Regions from separate parts of the Sus scrofa genome. Here region 1 is linked to region 2. A link is a contact called in public promoter capture Hi-C data. All regions are on one chromosome and are shown on one strand. The core of a region is the stretch at or near the end of the contact, and the rest is flanking DNA. Distances in the headings are between cores, read along the strand shown. Region 1 overlaps MAB21L3 (protein mab-21-like 3). Region 2 holds the start of LOC106508382 (proline-rich protein 18-like).

Region 1 (6,307 bases), core at 2,224-4,723, 210 kb before region 2:
GAAAATTGTGAATCAACTATACTTAAATAAAAAATGAAAAAAGAAAAGAAATGAAAGCCTGTGACTAAGCCCCCAAAACTCCAGCCTTAGGGCAGGTGAAGGAGGGTGAACACGTCAAGGAGCAGCTGCACTGATGGAGAAACTCCAGAGAGTGTGATGGCTTGGAAGCTAAGGGGAGAGTGGCTCAAGAGAGAGGGTATGCGGATGAGAAAACCAGATTCTGCTGAAAGGTCACGTCAGGTGAGGGCTGGAAAGTGCCTGATGATTTGGCAGCATGGGGATCATCGGACCTTAAGGAGAGCAGCCTTTGAGGATGGAGAGCAGAAGAATCCATACTGGAGTGGATGAAGGCAGGAAATCAGAGGAAAGGAAGTGGCGAGTTATTAAGATGATTCTTTGCAGAAACCTGGATCTGCAGAGGTCCAAATTGGGGCAGGAGGGAGATGTGGGATTGGGGAGCAGGAGAGCTTTCACAGATTTAGAAGCCAGCGAGGAAGAGGGAAATCAAAATACAGTTCCTGGAAGAGGTGATCCCAGCCCTTGCAGAGGGCTTCACCCAGGCTGGGATGCAGAGAGGAAGATGCTGACGAAGGCAGAACGGCTACTTTGCCTGTGTGAGGCATTTTCCCTGGAAAGGAGGCAAAGGCATCTGCCGGGTTTGGGGAATCGCAGATTTAAGGAGAGTGGTGATCATTGGAAATGCCAGTGGAGAGAATAAAGTACCAAAGAGGCATAGGAGACCAGCAGGATGGGGCTGAGGTTCCCACCTGAGGGATCATGAATCTGCAGCAGAACCAGCTCACCCCGGGGGCTCCTGTCTCCTCTTTCCAAGGCTGCGGGAGCTCAGGAATGTTCCTGAAGGTGCTCTCCTCCTTAGAGCTGGAACCATGTCTGACACCACCCCTTCCTTCCACAGATGGTGCTCTTCTGGACTTGCGAGAAGTACCCCCACCCAAAGGACTGGCGCATCTTCAGCAAAGCCTTCCTGCGCCTGGTGAGGAAGCTGCACAAGTGCGTGAGCCAGCACTTTCTGAAGCATTACTTTGTGCGCAAGAGCAACCTCCTGCGGTACGCCAATTCAGGCGAGCTGGATGCCATGGCCCAGAAGCTGGCCTTCTTCCTGAAGAATCCTGAGATCACCCTGTCCTGAGGCTTCCCTGCCTGGAACATTCATTGACATTGCATTCACGCTTGACCTTACTCTCCATGGATCACTCCTCAGTCAGAGGCCAGGATCCCGCCCAGGAAAGAAGCAATGCATGGCAGAGGAAACTACATCAACCCAGCAGCACTTCAGGGGGGAAACTGTGCCCCAAGACGACTGGTCCAGGCCTCCCTGGAGCCAAGCAAGCATTTCTGCCCCCACTAGCTACCTCTCTTGGGGATGGCTGTCAGCGAGCTTCCCCAAGCCATTGGTTCTGAACTGATGTCAGTTCTGTGTTTATTTTCCCTTGTCTGGAGGGGAGGATGTGGACAAGAATCCCCAGAAGGCCAGGCATTAGCCTGCTACCCAGAGTGGTTCTCCAGCCCACTGACCATGGGCTCATTAGTTTTCCATTTGTAAAATGGGACTAATAATATGCCTTCCTCAGAGCAGGGCTGTGAGCCTGCAGGGCTGTGCTGCTGTCCTTTCCAGGGGAAGGTGCTAGATCAACACGAAGTGCCTGCATCTGAGATTGTACCTTTAGACTGATGGAATGATTATGTCTGAGGGAGTCGGCATGCCCGTGTTGCCTGGGTGCCCTCCAGTTCTCCTAAGCGATGCCCTCCAGTTCAGGCTGTGGATCTGCCTGCTGCCCTGGTGTTCTCTAGGAGTGGTTTTGATGAGGAGCGTCAGTCAAAGATGAAAGTGCAGTGACCCCTATGACTGCCCTTCCTTGCTTCCCAGGCCATTGGCCAAGGATGGGACTTCCTTCTCTTTATGCAATGAACTTGATTTGATCTGCATGGAATGACTCTAATGTCACTCACTTCTCAGTCCCTTTCTTTGCTCAGTTTGTTCATTGATCAATATACTCCCTTTAGGGGTTGGGGATGCAGCAAAGAACAGGATGGACATGGACTTGGCTGATGCAGACATGAATGAACAACAGATAAATACACAGACTATTACAAACTGTAGCAAGTGCCCTGAAGGAGATAAACAGAATATTGAAGTAGAGCCACAGAGAGATTCTTGAAGGATGAAAATGCAAACAGCTGAAAGAAAGGAAAGGGGCCAAGGGCAGACTCAGAGAGGCCAGGGTGAGTCAGATCCCTTGGCCATGTAAAGGTGATGAGGAGCTTAGTTTTACTCTATGGTCAGAGGTGTGACATTTGACCTCTCCAGAAACAGAAGGGCATTATGATTTGATTTGCGTTTTAAATGCCAATTCTGGCAACTGTGGAAGGGGGGTCTGGAGACCCCCACAAGGCTGGAGACACTGCAGGTCCTTGAGCCTACCTGTTTTGAATTTCCCTGAGGTCTACAAGGCCACACATCCCATGAAGCACAGTGACCAGGAATTCTAGGAATTTTCTGAAGAACAGCAGTTTCTTCTGGCACTTATTTATGCCTCTCAACCCAAGGGAAACCTTTATTACTTAAACACTTTCCTGAGATATATCATTTTTAAAAGCATGAACTGATGATTATTTTTAAAGAAAATTCACAACTGAAAATGGAAACAATTATTTTTACAAAAATACTGTAACCAAGTGACTATTACTGAGGAACTCATGGTTTTAAAAGGTTGAACAAACATGCAATTAGTTTATAATTTTTGAAAATATGAAATGAGCAAACAAATATTTTGTTAGATCATCAAAACCTGCATTCAAATATTCTTGGGTCTTGGGAAACATTTTTGAGAAGGTGGCAGATATATTTTTTAAATGATGAAAACAGCTAGTCACAGAATGCCAAAAAGTGAAAATTTAAAGTTTATTTTATTTTTTATTTATTTTTTGTCTTTTTTTGTTTGCCTTATCTAGGGCTGCTTCCACAGCATATGGAGGTTCCCAAGCTAGGGGTCTAATCGGAGCTGTAGCCGCCCGGCCTATGCCAGAGCCACGGCAACTCAGGATCCGAGCCGCATCTGCAACCTACACCACAGCTCACGGCCATGCCAGATCCTTAACCCACTGAGCAAGGCCAGGGATTGAACCTGCAACCTCATGGTTCCTACTCGGATTCGTTAACCACTGAGCCACGATGGGAACTCCTAAAGTTGATTTAAAGTGTGTGTGTGTGTGTGTGTGTGTGTGTGTGTGTGTGTGTGTGTGTGTGTGTGTGTGTGTGTGTGTGTGTGTGTGTGTATGGAAAGGAGTGGGACTGACATAATGCCAGTAGATTCCAATCTGATTTCAGCAGAGTCTTCCCACCTTTCCCTCTGGGTTTGTATTTCTTGGAGGACGCTGGGCTGTCTGCAGATTGCTGGGTGTTCCTACTGCTGGCCAGCAGAGGGCAGTAGATGACTGCCTATGAAAAGAGCCAGGTTCTCACCCATACTCCACAGAGCCCAGCAGATGTCGCTCGCCTTAGCCTAGAATTTACACTGGGCTTCTCCAAAAAGAAAACCAGGGACAGAGGACTTCAGCTAATGCTAAACTGTTGGCGCTTCCTGCCATTTTGGCCAAAGATTATGATCTTTATGACTAAAGCTCAGATTTAAAAAGGGAGTCTAGAACAGATAATTCATCTATTTTGTTTCCTGGGACAGATTGCACAATGAAAGTCTGATAATATTACCCCTTTATTCAGGTTGGCTTTTTTTTTCCTTTTTAAAAAAATTTTCCAAAAGCCTTTTCCATTCATCTCCGCTTTTCGAGGCTGGGGACTGTTTTTTAGTCGAATGGTTGGCATTCAGACACTGCAATTGCTGTGCTTGCATTCGCGCCCCAGCGCTGACACCACCTGCACGCCTTGGGGGAAGTTGTTCAACCTAAGTCTCCATCTCTATATGGGCATTGTTACGGGCTGAATTGTGTCCCCCCACATTCTAATGTTGAAGCCCTAACCCGCAGTACCTCAGGATGTGACTGTATTTAGATCTAGGGCCTTTAAAGAGGTGATTAAGTTAAAATGAGGCCTTAGGATTAGGATCATTAGGATCATGCAGTAGGACTGACGTTCTTAGAAGAAGAGCGACAGACAGCGTGGGCAGGCGAGCAAAGAAAAAAGGCCATCTGCAAACCAGGGAAAGACCAGCACTGCTGTCTCTTTGACCTTGGGCTCGCAGCCTCCGAATCATGCGTTTTGTTGTGTCTCATAACGAAGACCCTGGACACTGTACATACGAGAATATATACCTCAGCACTTTGATGGGGGAATAAACAGAACAATGGATGTAAAAGCTCTTCCTTTACACCTGAAATGCAGTAGCTGTTGAATAAACGTTTAGCATTTTAGACGCCGACTCCTCGTGTGAGATTGTCCACTTCTGCCATTGCTGGTAACTAGCGCCGCCCCATAGAGAAATTCTTCGTAAAGAAGTTGGAAAGCATGGCAAGAAAAACACTCCCCGATTCCACCACAGATGCCATTCTATTCATATTTTTATTTCCCTCTCCCTTCCTTGGGTTTATCCTGATGTTCTTTGTGTAATTTCTGAAATTAATCTTAGCAATCCTCAGGGTTTTGTTTTTTGTTTTGTTTTTTTTCTCATTTTTAACCATACAAGTTTCTGGTTCATACCACTTTTTGAGCAACTGTACAAGTTTTGGTATACAGTGTTTTCATCTCTTTCCGTTCTGTTTATTTTCCAATTTCTACCATGATTTCCTCTTTGACTCATGAGCGCTTAGAAGTCTTTTGAAAGTATTCTTTTCAAATATATTGGGTTTCTTAGTTGTGCTTTTTATTACTGATTTCTAGCTAAATTGCATTATAGTCAGAGAAAGTCTGAAAGGCCTCAATCCTCCGATACCCCTTGAGGTCAGCTTTTCAGCCCAGCATTTCTTCATTGTCTTATGTGCACACAAAGAAGAGATGCAAATTTAGATGCCACGTTCAAGAAATATCCATTAGGTCAGCACTGCTCAAATTTCCCCTATATATATCACAGATTGCTTTTTTTTTTTTTGCTTTTTAGGGCTGCACTAGCGGCATATGGAAGTTCCCAGGCTGGGGGTCTAATCAGAGCTACAGCTGCCATCCTACACCACAGCCACAGCAACGCCAGATCTGAGCCGTATCTGTGATCTACACCACAGCTCGTGGCAATGCTGGATCCTTAACCCACTGAGTGAGGCCAGGGATCGAACCCGCAACCTCATGGTTCCTAGTCGGATTTGTTTCCCACTGCGCCACGACAGGGATTCCGCACAGATTGCCTTTCGGCTGCATTTTCTAACATTTCCTGAGAGAGCTCGTAATTCTGTCGAACTTTTACTTAATATTCTTTGAGATGATATGAAATTTAGAATTTCTCTGTCTTCTCAGTTAATCAAAGATGCTGTCATTATAAGGTGACCTTTTAAAAACCATTGTAAACATTTTGCCTAAACATTAATTTTGTCTGGTATTAATATGGGGACACCATTTTATTTTGGTTCCCTGTTGCCTAGGATATCTTTTTCCATCTTTGAACTTTTCATCTCTTTGTGTTTCTACGTGGTTGACGATGGTCTTATAAATGGTTGATTGTCTTAAAAAATCCCATCTGACAGTTGAGGGCTTTCATGTTTAGTCCGTTTGTATCTATTCTGATGAATAATGCATTTGGATTTATTCATCTCTTGTGATTTACTTTCTATTTGACCTATTTATTCTTGCTTCCCACCCTACTTTTCTTGCCTTTTAAAAAATTAATGTCTCTTTTCTTCTTCTTTTTTTTTTTCATTTTCATTCCTTTTCCCCCTTATTAGTTTGGAAGGCTCCTATCTCTGTCCTTTTAGTGGTTACCAAGGTTATTTATATGTACAGACTAAACTCTATAGTTGAAAGTTAGCCAACACTAGAAGGAACCTAGAAGGCCTGGCTCCTGCCAGCCCCCCTCCCACAGTACCTGCTGCTGGTACCAGGGGTTTGGTTCTGGCCTGTTTGCCATCCTCCCCACACATACACACACATATGAATTGGGCATTTTTATTACCATTTTATAAATAATATTTTATACCTATATTATTGTATATTTATTATAATTTTATAATACAATATTTTATGACTATTACAGCATTATTTTCTAAATAATATTATTTTCTTATCTTCCTCACATATTTGCCACTATCTGTACTCACCACTTCCTCCTGAATCTCAAACTTCCTATCAGGGATCATTTTCCTTCTGCCTGGACTATAGGACTAGCAGGTCCAATAGTAAGAGTAC
Region 2 (6,034 bases), core at 1,088-3,587:
CCAGGCTAGGGCTGAATCAGAGCTGTAGCTGTCAGCCTACACCACAGCAATGGCAACCCTGGATCCTAGCCACGATTGCAACCTACCCCATGGCTGATGGCAATGCCAGACCTTAACCCAATGAGCAAGGCCAGGGATCGAACCTTCACCCTCATGAATACTAGTTCGGTCGCTTAATGCTAAGCCACAATGGGGAGTCCCAATATTTCTTATCTTATGCCTTTTCCCCACTCTGGAACGCAGCTAGAGCTCGGAGGTCCTCCAGGAAGGACCTTCGGCAATCTTCAGCTGCCAAAGAAACAGCTGTAGAGACCACGGGACATGTCTTGATCTCTCAGGGTTATACTGCTGAACCAAAAAAAAAAAAAAAAAAAAAGCTAATTTTCTTATTAAGGGAGGAAAAGGTGATCCTTTCGCAGGAGAAATCTACACTGTTGAGACTTTCTGCATGTTGTCGTTCTTGCTGTGTGCTTTTTCCATTCAGACCAAGGGATAAGTAATTTCAAACAAACAGAGATCTTTAGCAAGGAAAAGCCTCCTACAGGTTAGCAGTAATGGGGGATGCCAATACAGCATTTTCTAGACCCTTGGAGACAGAGCCCTGATCACGCTCCATAAATTCCTTCTGTTGAATTAGCGGCATTGGGAACCCTGTTCTGGATGTGGGGGCTCTTTTCTCCAGCAGTCATGAATTTGAATTCCGTTTACAATGCCTTTGCTCTTCAGGGTCTGCACTGATTTAACCAAGCCTGAAGATGGAGGAGGCACCAGTTCTTGACAATGCATTCTTGGGCAAAGGGAAAGAGACTCATGGAAGAAACAGTTTCTTCTAAGGAGCAAGACTTACCCTCATGGTCTAACTGATAGCACAGTTGCTAGTTTTCCCTCCTTTGTTTTTCATTCTTCCTTCCCTCCTCCATTTCTTTCAAGCTTCACACCTTTATTTATTCATGTTAAATTAATACTTGATGTCGACAGGACTAGTTTTAACTTGCTTAGGAAGTGAATGTTTTCTGTGTTTCTTGTTGGAATTCCCAGAGATATGGAGTGATTTTCTCCTGCAAATCTTGTGCTTTCCCAGAGTATGCCTGACTTCCTGAAAACATTGTTAATAATACTTTGTTTTTTAACTGTTGGAGACCTCCAGCCACTGCAGCCTCTGCAGAAGCTGTAGTGGGAGGAAAGCGGCTCAGCAGAGCCTGGCTAGGGCTCTTGGGCGGGTGGTCCTGGGCCCGTCACCACACTGCAGGCGCAGGTCCCTCACAGCACCCACTCCTAGGCAGAAAGAGGTCCTGCTATGTCAGAGGGCAGGCAAGGAGAGGCGTGAGACAGGCCCACTAATAGTCCCTCTCCAAGGATCCCCTTTTGCTAAAGATATTGGGCTTCAAGTATTCCTTCTCTCAAAAGCGAACCCCCAATCTGGACAAACAACTTTCATTCACACAGTGGCATGAATGAATTCACTGCAGGCCCTTTGGATTGACATTTGGGGGTCTTGAAGGCGGCGGCGGCGGCGGCGGCGGCGGGGGGGGGGGTCTTGGGACCTCTGGCAAAGCCAGCTCAAGCCCTATGGGTTGTGGATAACGGAGACCCCAAGACCAGAGAAGGCATTCAGAGGGGCACCAAAGGACTGGCTGGGAAGGCCATCCGCAGGTGGACGCGGGGCCTGGACTCCGCAGGAAGGCGGAGTCCCTCCTGCGGGCGCTGGCTGCAGGCACACCCAACCCCCACCCCCCCATCCCCGCGCTTCCCTTAGTCCCAGAGGAGCTCCCGGATACCCACAGATGCTCCAGCGCGTGGTTTCTGTCCCAGGTCCACGGAGATTCGGGGGCCCAGTTCTGCGGACGTCCCCGCACCCACTGCGGACCTTGCGTGCCCTCCAAAGCAGGCGGGTCACGCAGGGAGGCAGGAGGAGGGACGCGAGAGCTGCAGGGCCGCCGAGTCCCCGCTGCCCAGCGAGTCGCCGCGCCCCGCAGTGGCGCAGCCGCCGCCTCTCGGGACTTGGGCACGCGCGCCCCAGGCCCCGGCGCCCTCCTGCCGGGAGCCCCGACCGGCCGCAGCCGGCGCGGCCCCGGGCCTGCGGGGGTGGGGTTTGAAGCGGGGGCGGAGTCAGGCCCGCGGCCGGTGTCAGGTTGCTCCGGTAACGGTGACGTGCCGCGGCGTGGGCGGGGCCAGCACGCAGGTTGCATATTTTAGGAAGTGAGGAGGAGGCGCGGGCTTGAGCTGCGGCGGGGTCTGGGGCGCAGAGCAGCGGCGGGAGGAGGCGGACACGTGGCAGCAGCAGCGGTAGCAGCCCCGGCGGCGGCGGCGGCGGCGGCGGCAGCAGCAGTGGCATCGGCCCGAGCCGCCGGCCGTCTTCCCTCCTTCCCGCCCCGCAGCAGCCCTAGCTCCCTCCTCTCCGCTCCCCCGGCCGCTCTTGCTTGGCCGGGAGCCGCTCTCTTTTCTCTCTGATTCTCAAGCAACAGGACCCGGCGCGGGACACAGACCACCGCCACTATGGGGAAGGGGGTGAGTGTCCAGCGAGCCTGGGGAGGGGTGCGGGGAGCCCTGGAGGGGAGGAGGAGGAAGAGGAGGAAGTCAGGAGGGCGACCGCAGCCAGCGGGAGGCGGAGGAGGAGGAAGCGGCGCGGCGCGGAATGGGTTGGCAGAGCAGAGAGGCTTAAAAGACGACGCACTTTGGAAATGGAGGGAGCGCTGTAATGAGGGGCGGGCGGGGGAAGGGAGAGCCGAGGGCCCGGAGCGGGGCAGCCCCAGGCGGTGCGCAGAGCCTGGAGAAGGACTGCGGGCCCCCGAGCCCGAACGCGTCGCGGGCCCTGGGCTCCTGGAGGCGGCGCTCGGGAGTCGCAGGCCCCGGAGGCAGAGGAAGGACAGCCGCTGGGCCTCCCCGGCTAGGAGCGGGCTGCCGGCGGCATCCCCAACCCGCTCCCTCCCTCCTCCCTTCCCTCCCTCCGCCCGCCCTCACCTCCCGTCTCTCGCCTTCCTTTTTCCCTCCGCCCTCCGTGCCCCGAGGAAAGGCGTGCTCCTCCCCTTCCCCTGGGGCGCTCTACCCGGCCCCTTCCCGGGCTGTAGTTCCCGCCGCGGCTCCGGCCTGGGCGATGGGGGTCTTCCGATGCGGGGGCGGCCTTAGGGTCCCAGGCTTTTTCTCCTGGAGGCGCCAGGGCTTAGCCAGTTGCCCGGAGAGGTGGCCGCCCTTCCCCAAAGGAAAAAACTGGCTTCCCCTTACTGCGGAGCCGGTCTGGCGGGCTGGTGCCAGAAAGGGTGTGTCTTCGCCCTAAGATGGCCTTTAAGGTATACTTTTGAGAGCTTTAATGGGCCCCTTTCCATTAAACACAGGATGCTCCCGGGAGGCAGCTGGAGCCACTGGTGTGGTCATCTTGAGGGTGGGGAGGGTATGTGTAAGTTTTTTAGAGCGATGAGGCAGGAAGGAGCACAAGCAGATCCACCCGGGCCTCCGGGTACAATAAACCCGAAAAAGAACGGGAGGCGGGGCAACGCGGTGGGAGCGCCCACCCGCGGAAGAGGGGTCGGAAGCAACGAGGGGTCCCCCGGGCCGGAGGAGCGGGCGCTCTGGGGATACCAGAACAACGGCTTGTTCCTGCATTTCTATAACTCGGGGCTGAGATAACCCGTAACCACAGCAGGAGACTAGGTCCTGGACTCCAGTGGGGCCAAGAGTGCTGTTGAGAAAAGTTTATACAAAATAACAGAAGAAAAAATGAGATAAAATGACCAGGTCATGAGAATACTAGTGGGAGAGCATCTGCTCCATTGTGTCCAGAGCCTGCACAGTCCCCGGCCCGTAGTAGGTCTTTGAAGGTTGGGCAGGCTCCTGGGTGTGGAGTGAGCGATGGGCAGAGAAGGAGGGTGCATTCTCTGGAAATGCCAAGTGGATTTTGAAGGAGGTCATTGAAAGGTTTGAACCTGGTAGTAAGGAAGAGTGGGAATGCACAACTTGTATCTTTTAAAAGCACCAAAGTGGAGGGCTGGCTCAGGTCAAGTAGCTGAAGGCAAGAGCTGAGTGCTAGCCTCTATACTGCCCACGGTGGAAACTGAGTTCGTGACTGTACTTGAACCACTCCATCAAATCCTAGGGCATTCCAGTAAACGAGCTCCTTAAAGCTCATTTCTGTATCTCTATCCCCTCAAAAAAAAAAAAAAACCCAGAAAAAAATCATGTTTTCTGAGCCACCTTACTGGTTTGGGGGAGCTGGAGAAATGGTAGATATGTCACCAAGGCCTAGGAAGGTGAAGTGCTTTGCTCAAGGTCAAATGGTTGGTTAGTGACACACCAGTCCCTGATTCCTCCCCGGCCTAAATACTCATTCCCTCCTTAACGTTGCCTTATACATGCAGAATTCTAAAGTTATTTTTCAGATGAAACTGGGGTGTTCGTGATGCTGAATTAATGGACCAGATGTTTGAGTAACTGGATTATATCCATAGACCTATATTTCCTTTTCATAACGGCGCACAGGCCCGGGAGTGGGAAAGAGAGCAACATGCCTGGGTTGTGGAGGTTTAAGCAGTTTCATCTTACGGATCCTCATCAAATGGCTAGTGGCTAGCAAACACAAAATTGAATTGTAATTGGTGAACGCAGGCTGATGTGCTGCTTAGCTGCTGGGTGGTTCGTATTTGGGGAACTCTCACAGATTGAGCATTAGGGGGTGGCTGTGTGTGTGTGTGTCTTTGTGTGTGGTGGTGGTGGTGGTGGTGGTGGTGATTCTCCTGGGATAAAGTTAACCTTTTTGTCCCCAATGACTTACCGTGATAGTCCAAATGTTCAGGATATTTTATGCTGAAATGTTGGGATTTTTCCACATGGGGATTAAAATGTGGGTGGAGTGGTGACTAAAGCCCTGCTGATAATTGGTTAACCAGGAAGCCTGTGCTGGCAGCTAATTTTTAAGGTCATTGTTAATTTCTTCCCCTCCTCTTCCCACTGCTGTTGGGGGCCTAGGTTTTGAGGAGATTGCAGGTGATTTTATATCTCCTTCCAAAGCCACTGCCCAAGCTTTTGGTAAGAAAACGAAAGAACAGCTCCTGCTGAATCATTCCTGGGTGAAGGAGGATTGGGTCCTTTTTTTCGTGCGGGGTGTCTTGCCAGTGCCTTGGCTTAAATCCGCAGCCAGGCCTACCACCCACAACCCGTTAGCTCACCAAAGGTACCCAAGAAACTTGCCTTTTTGCTCAAGTGTACAAAGGGGTGGGGGTTTCACTGCGATTCTCCATTGTGTGAATATTAACTTAGTTACCTAGAAATCACAGCTTATGGGGAGAGATTTGAAGAGGAGCCTGGGGGGAAAAAGGTTCGGGTGAAGGTTGCACAAGGGATACCCATGTCAGCAGAAATCCTGGTTGTATGGTAACATTATCAGCTGCCCTTTTGGAGCTCAACTTGAAAGTGTGGCTAAATCTCCTCTGGCTGCTATAAAGCCAGTACTTTAGACTGAAAACATTGTAAGGCAGAGTCCTCACAGTGGAAGGTTGCCCAGGCCAGGGCCCCCAGCTAGTGGAGCGGCTATGGGAGGAGCTGGTGACTAGCCCTGGGGATAGAGAAAGAAGGTCGAGGTTGCATCACACCCTCGGCCTGTTAAATGTTGAGATGTGAATGTTTGTTCCTCTCGCTGCCGCCCCCCCACCCCACCTTTGCTGTACCCTGTTCTGAGGGTGTATTCTTTTAGGGTAACTTTCTGTTTGTTAATTTGTAGTGTTCTCTGCCAGTAAGTTTGTAACACTCTGGTGACTCACCTTTGGGTAGGAGGGTGGGGAAGGGGAGGCTCGCATCCCCAGTCAGAGAGATGGAGAGGAGGCTAAATCTGACAGCCCCACCCCTTCCCCACCAAAAAAATAAAAGGCCAGGTTTAAAAAAACAAAACAAAACCACACAGTTAAATGTTTATTCGGGTAAGGGCTAAAACTTGAAATATCCAGACCCCTGGAAGTGTTAATTCCTCCATTGCATTTTAAACTAAAAGAGTGAAGGCAACATTTCAAAGTACGATAAACTTGGTACCCATCCATTCTCCATCCCA

What was found. Promoter capture Hi-C pulls out the DNA fragments that hold promoters and counts their contacts.
Region 1: a contact with region 2 is called in a promoter capture Hi-C map of fetal liver, with 6 times the contacts expected there. A contact is called at or near these places in 4 of 5 promoter capture datasets (fetal liver, fetal skeletal muscle and liver), 16 of 47 Hi-C or Micro-C datasets (alveolar macrophages, brain, embryonic fibroblasts and 10 more) and 2 of 2 datasets of targeted methods (alveolar macrophages and skeletal muscle).

What each region holds. Positions count from the first base shown.
Region 1 is chr4:104,595,662-104,601,968 of Sscrofa11.1, reverse strand. All of the region lies in intron 6 of MAB21L3 (protein mab-21-like 3), which reads left to right. All of the region lies in intron 1 of LOC102165891 (a long non-coding RNA gene), which reads right to left. Among named protein-coding and RNA genes, the nearest start is that of MAB21L3, 28 kb to the left of the region's middle.
Region 2 is chr4:104,380,751-104,386,784 of Sscrofa11.1, reverse strand. It overlaps LOC106508382 (proline-rich protein 18-like), which reads right to left and starts at 2,337. Exons shown (of 4, transcript XM_021089985.1): 1 at 1,783-2,337. The coding sequence starts at 2,335. ATP1A1 (ATPase Na+/K+ transporting subunit alpha 1) reads left to right here and starts at 2,464. Exons shown (of 23, transcript NM_214249.1): 1 at 2,464-2,508. The coding sequence starts at 2,497.